Linked DNA regions of Mus musculus: region 2 is linked to region 1. Evidence: chromatin contacts called from public HiChIP or PLAC-seq data. All regions are on one chromosome and are shown on one strand. Each heading gives the region's core, a stretch centred on a gene start, on an enhancer-like site or on the middle of the called end of the contact. The rest is flanking DNA. Distances are from core to core; before and after follow the strand shown.

What was found. HiChIP or PLAC-seq counts read pairs in DNA pulled down with a chosen protein or histone mark.
Region 2: an H3K27ac HiChIP or PLAC-seq map of extraembryonic endoderm stem cells shows a contact between it and region 1. The contact joins the promoter of Pdha1 here to the enhancer-like site in region 1. A contact is called at or near these places in 11 of 39 promoter capture datasets (3T3-L1-derived adipocytes, the C10 cell line, the HPC-7 cell line and 7 more), 26 of 484 Hi-C or Micro-C datasets (the AtT-20 cell line, B cells, the C10 cell line and 19 more), 17 of 115 datasets of contacts at active chromatin or transcription factors (the SCID.adh cell line, bone marrow-derived macrophages, embryonic stem cells and 6 more) and 3 of 9 other capture datasets (adipose tissue, liver and pancreatic islet).

Annotation. Positions count from the first base shown.
Region 1 is chrX:159,959,759-159,963,292 of GRCm38.p6, forward strand. It overlaps Sh3kbp1 (SH3-domain kinase binding protein 1), which reads left to right. Exons shown (of 18, transcript NM_001135727.2): 15 at 2,007-2,135. Among named protein-coding and RNA genes, the nearest start is that of Map3k15, 27 kb to the right of the region's middle. Within about 2 kb of position 1,888, at least 3 of the 459 cell types and tissues checked have an H3K27ac peak or open chromatin away from gene starts, as enhancers often do. A contact at or near this core is called in extraembryonic endoderm stem cells, where this site is marked.
Region 2 is chrX:160,136,571-160,140,104 of GRCm38.p6, forward strand. Pdha1 (pyruvate dehydrogenase E1 alpha 1) reads right to left here and starts at 1,860. Exons shown (of 11, transcript NM_008810.3): 1 at 1,686-1,860. The coding sequence starts at 1,742. Gm39547 (a long non-coding RNA gene) reads right to left here and starts at 1,677. Exons shown (of 2, transcript XR_878293.1): 1 at 1,211-1,677.

The DNA.
Region 1 (3,534 bases), core at 638-3,137:
CTTTTAGAATTCTGTGGTAACTTGCCTTCTTTTATTTCTCCTGTGTTGACTCTACCCACCCCAGCCTTCACATACACACCCAGCCTATCCAGCTGCTTCTTGGCATGTTTGCATTCCTACTAGTCAATTCTACCACTAGTGTCTTCTCTATAAACCCTTCCTCATTTTTGTTTTCCTTCCTAGGCTTCATCAGTCTTTTAAGGTATAAGGAGCCTTGTGTCTTTCCAGAACTAAATATTAAGTGGTTCAAATTGTTCCCCTCTTGTTGAGACAGCCTGTGTTGAGAGATTTGTGTATTTTCGAGACCAAGTAATGGTAGCTGATCTCCACCCTCCTTTTAGGCTGTACAAGTTGTTTAATATCTTGGTCAACATATATTCATAGACATCTGTCCCCTGAGGACAGGGCACTATGCCAGGTGCCAAGGATACACATGGTAATGAGAAGGCTTCTTTTGGTGACTTAAAGCCTAACATCTTATGGAGAGTGATTTTATTTGGACTTAAAACCTTGGTGCTTTAATGATGTATAGTGTGCAGATTTTTGTCTCTCATTCTTATCCATCCCCATTTGGATGTACACTCGGAATTTCTTCTTCACTCTTAAAAGTAGCACCTGTCGGGGTTTTCCTAACAAATGGGATTAGTGGATAAGGAAGGCTAGTGGGGGAATAATTGAAGAAACACTAGTTATGGTTCCCTGGCCTGGGTGCTTTCTTACTAATTGGATCTGGTTATGTTTATAAACCCTAAAGGGCAAGCTCATGCAACATGCATTGTATAGAAGGAAGCTTTTTAAATCTTGAAAGGATCTGTGTATTGCATCCTGGTTGAGTAGGTAAGCCTATATTAATAAGAATGCTTGGTGTGAGAGGCCATATTTTTGGTAATTGGATTTTCAGATTAAGTGAAGATTAACAAATAAGACCTCTTGAAACAAAACCTTGACTTAAAAATCCCTCCCCATATTTTTTTTAAGTTTCTGTCTTAGTAAGCAGGATAAAAGGAAGAAAAAATATTTGTGAGCATAATTTTTCATTTTCAAATGGTAATTCTTTATTACCGTTAGAACCATTTATTACCTCAGGGTAGAAAGCAAAGCTGAATTTAAGCTTGCTGCAATGTATTTCTAGAAGACAATTTATTTTATAAAGAATCCTTGCAACAGGAACTCTTGATTTCATTTGTTTTGTTCTAAACTTGAAGCATTGTAGCAAAGGAATTACTTGTGACCAAGAGAATTCTGCTGACTTGCTCCCCATTCAGTTTTTGGGTCTTTATAGTGATTTCACAGTGAGGCAGAAAGGGCATGGGTGTAGAACCACATTTTACCCAATGGTACTGCCTTTCTATAAATAAATATACCTTAGCAAATACACACCAGAATGGGTGTTTACTGTCCATAATAATGAGGGCAGAGATTAGTAGCAAATACCAAAGGAGAGAGAGCATATGCTAGTGGGTAGGGCTATGCACTTTACTCATGATCCCCTGCCTCTAGAAATGGCCCCCTCTCAGATGCATCCTTCAAGGGACGTGTATGTGTACCACGTGTAGGGTCAAGGAATAGGAAGGATCCAGAGGAGGGTGAAGGAGAGGAGGCTATGAGGCAGTCTCCTATTGGCCATGGGCTATTTCCTACCATACTGCTAGCCCCCAAGAGCTGGGACCACTTATCACATGTTAAGGTACATAGTAACAAATGTTTGGAGAATAGAGAGACTAGGAAAAGCTATACAACAGATGGTTACATGGTTAAAGTGATTGATGGGCATCAGGGGCAGCTCCTAGATTAGCTTCTTCTGGCTTGGTCCAAGTCCTGCTGCTAGGTAGCCATATGGTTATCTGTTATAAGAAGATAACAGCATACTTTCTGCCTCACAGGGTTTTAGAGGCAGATCAAATAGAAATGATGAGTGCCTTGAGAAGCTAACAGCATCACATAAACAAAGCTGTGTCAGCTAAGGTATGATTCTGACGAAGGCATTTTCTTTTGGCTTTATCCAGTCTTCCCTTTCAAGCCCCGATATCTTTGACTCCCCAAGTCCCGAAGAAGATAAAGAGGAACACATTTCGCTTGCGCACAGAGGAATAGACGTGTCAAAGAAGACTTCCAAGACTGTTACCATATCCCAAGTGAGTGACCAGCCAGGGTGAAGTGTCCCTGCCCTTCCATGGGTGTACTAACAATGGGTTAGAAACCAAGCAAGACAGATAAACAGACAATGGGTATGGATGTTTGTCATTCTTTAGTGACAGTGATTACTGTAGTCATCACAATTCCTGAGACACGCCGGCGGTGGTGGCGTATGCCTTTTATCCCAGCACTTGGGAGGCAGAGGCAGGCGGACTTCTGAGTTCGAGGCCAGCCTGGTCTACCGAGTGAGTTCCCGGACAGCCAGGGCTATACAGAGAAACCCTGTCTCGAAAAAGAAAAAAAAAAGACAAAAACAAAAAACAGAATTCCTAAGACATGCTGCAGAGTCTCTGAGTTGTGCATACAGGTGTTTATTTTCTAGTTTCACTTATAGTCAGCGTTCTTCATCCTGTCACATTTATAAAAAAAAAAAGCCTTCAGACACCCCTGTCACCTGATCAACTTAAAAAGCTGTGGAGTATCTAGATAGACTACATTACATGTTGTGCTCTCTGCTCATAGGCCTTGTCTTTTATATTCAAAACTGGCAAAAAAATTATATATATGTATTTAATTTTATACTTACATTATCTCTTAAGGAAAAGTTGACTTGAATTCATGCTTTAGAGTAAATTTGGCCTCTAAAGCATTTTAATTTCACTCGGGGCCCAGGAAATGGTAAAGCTGATTTAAGTTGCTTGTTTCTGAGAAACAAAGAAAACATTGTTGTGCTAGCAAGCACCCACAGTCCCGCCTGCTCAGCAGGTTGAAGTGGGAGCAATCACTTGATTTGGGGAATTTGAGCCTAGATAGCATAGTAAATGAATAATCTCCATCTCAAGAAAGAAAGAGACGCAGAGAGACGTACACACGCAGGGAGACACAGGCAGAGACGCAGAGAGACACACGCAGAGACGCAGAGAGACACACGCAGAGAGACGTACACACGCAGGGATTAGAGGGTAGAGACAGAGACACCAAGGGAGAGAAGCGGGTGACCAGCAGAAGTGTGTCTCAGTGGAAGAATAGTTGCCTAGTGTGTGCAAGGCCCTGGGTGAGAGTCCCACCACAAAAGAGCATTGTTCAGCCAGTGCATGCAGCTTTGTAGAGGAAGCCTCTCCTGCGCGCTCAGATCTTCCTAGAAATAAATGACGACTTTTAAATTCCATCTTCTTCTAAGAAAATCGTCAGGTCGGATTGGGTTTTTTTTGGAATTTTAGCAACATTTTAATGTCTAGAAGCACAAAAACAGTAGTCATTTGAAGCAGTCATCAGCACAAAGAAATCAAAGGTTGGATGGGATTTTTCTCCTCATAGGTTTGAGTGTTTGCATTGCGGATTTTCTTGAAAATCTGATACAGTAAGCAGAACATGATCCTATAAAACAGATCAATTTTA
Region 2 (3,534 bases), core at 610-3,109, 180 kb after region 1:
GAAAAGTTAAAAAGCTACTTTCTGGATATGTTCCACCACAACAAAAAGTGAGAAAAAAACTGGGTACTTCCTATGGTGAATTCGACTCTAGAATCTATTTCTTTTTCCCTGCTGTAAGGTGAATTTAAAGGAAACGGTAAACGGCTGTCAGACAAAGCGATACAACACCTAAGGTTAGCTTCTAGTGTCGAAGGAAGATTTAAAAGTGTTCCCAGCTTCCTAGTACCCTCTTATACTCCAAAAGAGGAGCACATGTCTTCAAAGCAGAAGGTATGATTTTTATTGATTTCGGACTCTAATGCAACTTATAGAAACTTTGATTCTAGTCAGAGCTGTTTATTTTTTCTTTCCACTGAGAACAAAGCTTCTTTTCGTTTTCAATTTTATTTCATGCCCAGCCCCCAAGCTATAAACAAATTTCCCTTCAACTAACAATTTCTGCACACAAGAAACTTGTTCAAACAAACTGAAAATCAATGATGCACTTTTAACACGCGTGAAGATCGTGGCCGAATTCAGGACACATACTAAGAGCTCAATAAATGTTGGCTATGTCGTAGAAATGTGCTTTGCTGCCGGTTCAGATTCAAATGGTGGTTTTCCATTCCTTGATGCAATTCCTAGAGAAGGACATTTCGACCTTTCTACAACCTCCCCACACTGAGCAGAATTGCATCAAATCCTAAAGAAATCAACAGAACCAGAATTACAAGTCAAAGCCTGATGACAGTTACACCAAGAGAAGGCAACCTCTGTGTGGCTAGAGGTCAAAATGCTAAAAGCTTAGGTATTAGACAGCTCTTAAAGCCGGGCCATAAGTCTTAACCTCTAATCCCAACTCTCCGAAAACCATTGCTGTTTTCTTTCGCTACTTTGAACTCTAAGCCTCTGTGTGTTTAAGGGTAAAGGCGGCTTCCTCTGGGTTATGCTCGATTGCTCGAAAATTGACTGCCAAGAAAAAGTTCAGAGGAGCAGGGAGTGGAGGAAGTTTGTTTTCCGTGAACCTGACCTCCCTGAACCTTCCTCAGAACAGAACACAGGTGATCCACAAATGCTCACGCAGCTGGACACCGGCCCTTGGCAGGTGCCAGGCAGAAGGGTTGGCATTCGTGCCACTGACCAACTCAAGATAACCACCCCCCCAGAAGGTAGCGTCCTCAGAATCTCCATTATGGAGATGAGAGAACTAGGCCCTCAGACGAGTTTTTACATATCCTGCTTCTTGATGGTTCCTGGTGCCAAGGCTAGTAAACGAAGAAGTCGGAGTGCGCACGGAACCTGACTCCCGGGACTGGGAGCTCTTTATTTCGTCTTACGTGGCCTCATAGCCAAGAGCAATGACATGAAGGAGAGTGGAAGTCAGCGGAGTCCAGAGAGGCTGGAGCAAGCCCAAGCTCCGCCTCCCAGTGTCCCGTAAGGGACGAGCAGTTGTGGGGCGCTGCAGGGGAGCTGGCGTGAAGCTCCGCTGGGGGCGATCGGGGGAAGCACAGCGGACCGGGCCCGTTCTCAAGCCGCTCTTCCCCCGGCCAGTGGCGACACGGACTGCGCGGAAAGCCCACCCAAGTCCCGCAGCTCGTCCCCAGCCCCCAGCCGTGCGCTCCAGGGGGGCCCGGTCCGCCCTCTTCCTGCCCCGCCTCAGGCCGGCTCCAGCCCCACCCCGGCCTCCCGGGATCAGGCGACCTCACCGGCTTCTGCGCAGAGCCTGCCAACACGCGGGATACAGCGGCAAGCATCTTCCTCATGGAGCGCAGCAGACTCACGCGGCGGCCGCGGCACCCAGGCACTCAAAAGGAGTGGTGCGGGCGTCCCCAAGTCTCCTTGAGGCGCCCGGAGCCGAAGCCACGCCCAAAACGCAGTGACGGAGTCGCGACGGCATCACACGCCGCGCTAGTCTGCAGGCCAACCAGAATGGTTGCTGGCGATGGCTACGCCCTTCTGAGGAGGAACATGTGGCCGTCCATTAATTAACTAAAAAATGAGGTGGGGCTGTGGCTGGAGGGTGAAGAGGCCGGTGTCCCAGGGCGCCTGCGTGGGAAAGTGGGGGGCCCCGGGGCGTGGGGAAGAGGCCTCTCCTTCCTTTTGCCCTGAGTACCACAGACCAGCGAAGAAGTGGTGAAAGCGGGTCCTGCCCTTTGCCCAGTCGGGCCTGTGGTACAGCTTTGGCAGGCAGCCTTGTTCCATTACACAGAGAAGCCATGGTGCCAGGGCAAGAAAGACAGATCATCTGGTTTCTAGAAATGGTCCTGCCACTAATTTGTCTTTAAAAGGTCACATATTCCTTGCAAAGTGTTGCCCTGGTTGACTTGGGTGAGATTTAACAGTTAAATGCTGGATGTTGCTGGGTGTGGTGGCACATGCCTGTCATTCCTTCCTTAGGGAGTCTGAAGTCAGATGATAGCCAGAGTTGGAGGTCAGGCTGTCTGTTCAGTTCAAGACAAGCTTGGACTACTTAGCGAGGCTATCTAAAAAAAAAATCAAAATAAGTAAATGAAAGCAAATATTAATCGTTGACCATAGACATCCAAGAGTTTAGCTTTAGCGTTTATTCTTTGATTTTTTGTTAGCTTGCTTCTTTTCATGGGGGACTCAGTTATAGACAAGCAGTTTGTCTGTCCTTTATGCTTGGGAAAAGGCAGAATCCTGTATCTCCTGTGTTGTTGTTACCCAAACACTATTAAGATTAGGACACGAGACTTTATGAGAACACGGGAAACGTGCAGATGATGATTTCTCAAAGTTCAAACTGTTGCCTGGATCGGTCAGCTTCACATTATCACTGGGTCAGAGAAACAGAGGCTGACTTTTCCATTCAAATGTCCAGCATGGATTGGCCAGGTAGCATTTCTAGGAGGTCACTTGGGAACCCAGGATAAAAAGTCCTCTAATATTTGCATTTATGATCTCCATGGATGAAGGATGAAATGAGTGCTGTAGTGATGCATTATAACTCACGGGAAAGAAAGAGCCACAGATCCTTCACAAATACGCAACTGAATAAGAGAAAAGAGCAACATTGCCTGGAATTCTGGTGCCGGAGAGGCAGAGACACGAGGATCCCAGGTGCTTGCTTGTCCATCAATCTAACTGAAGTAATAGCCAGGATAAGTAAGAGACCCTGCCTCAAAAAGTTTAGCTGAAGAGTGACTGAGGAAGACTGACCTGAAATTAACCTTTGACTTCCGCGTGCATGTGCACACACAAATATACACAGATTGAGTGGGTGGGAATCACCACTTCACAAAGACACCATCACCACTGCAGGCAGGAATTATCAATAGAAGCTAAAATGAATGGCAGGAAAAAATGAGAAACAAGACTTTTGCATTATTACAAAATATCCTCCAACAAGAAATTTATCATTACAAAAGTTAATGCCTTAAAGAAACTGCCCTGGGGAAACAAGGGAACCAGTGTTTTCATAACTAGAATATTTTCGTTACAACCTTTTCTTTGTTAAAAAAAAAAATTACAAAGCCAAGGCTCAAGATGGCTCAACAGGTAAGAACACTTGCCACCAAGTCTGAGGGCTTAAGT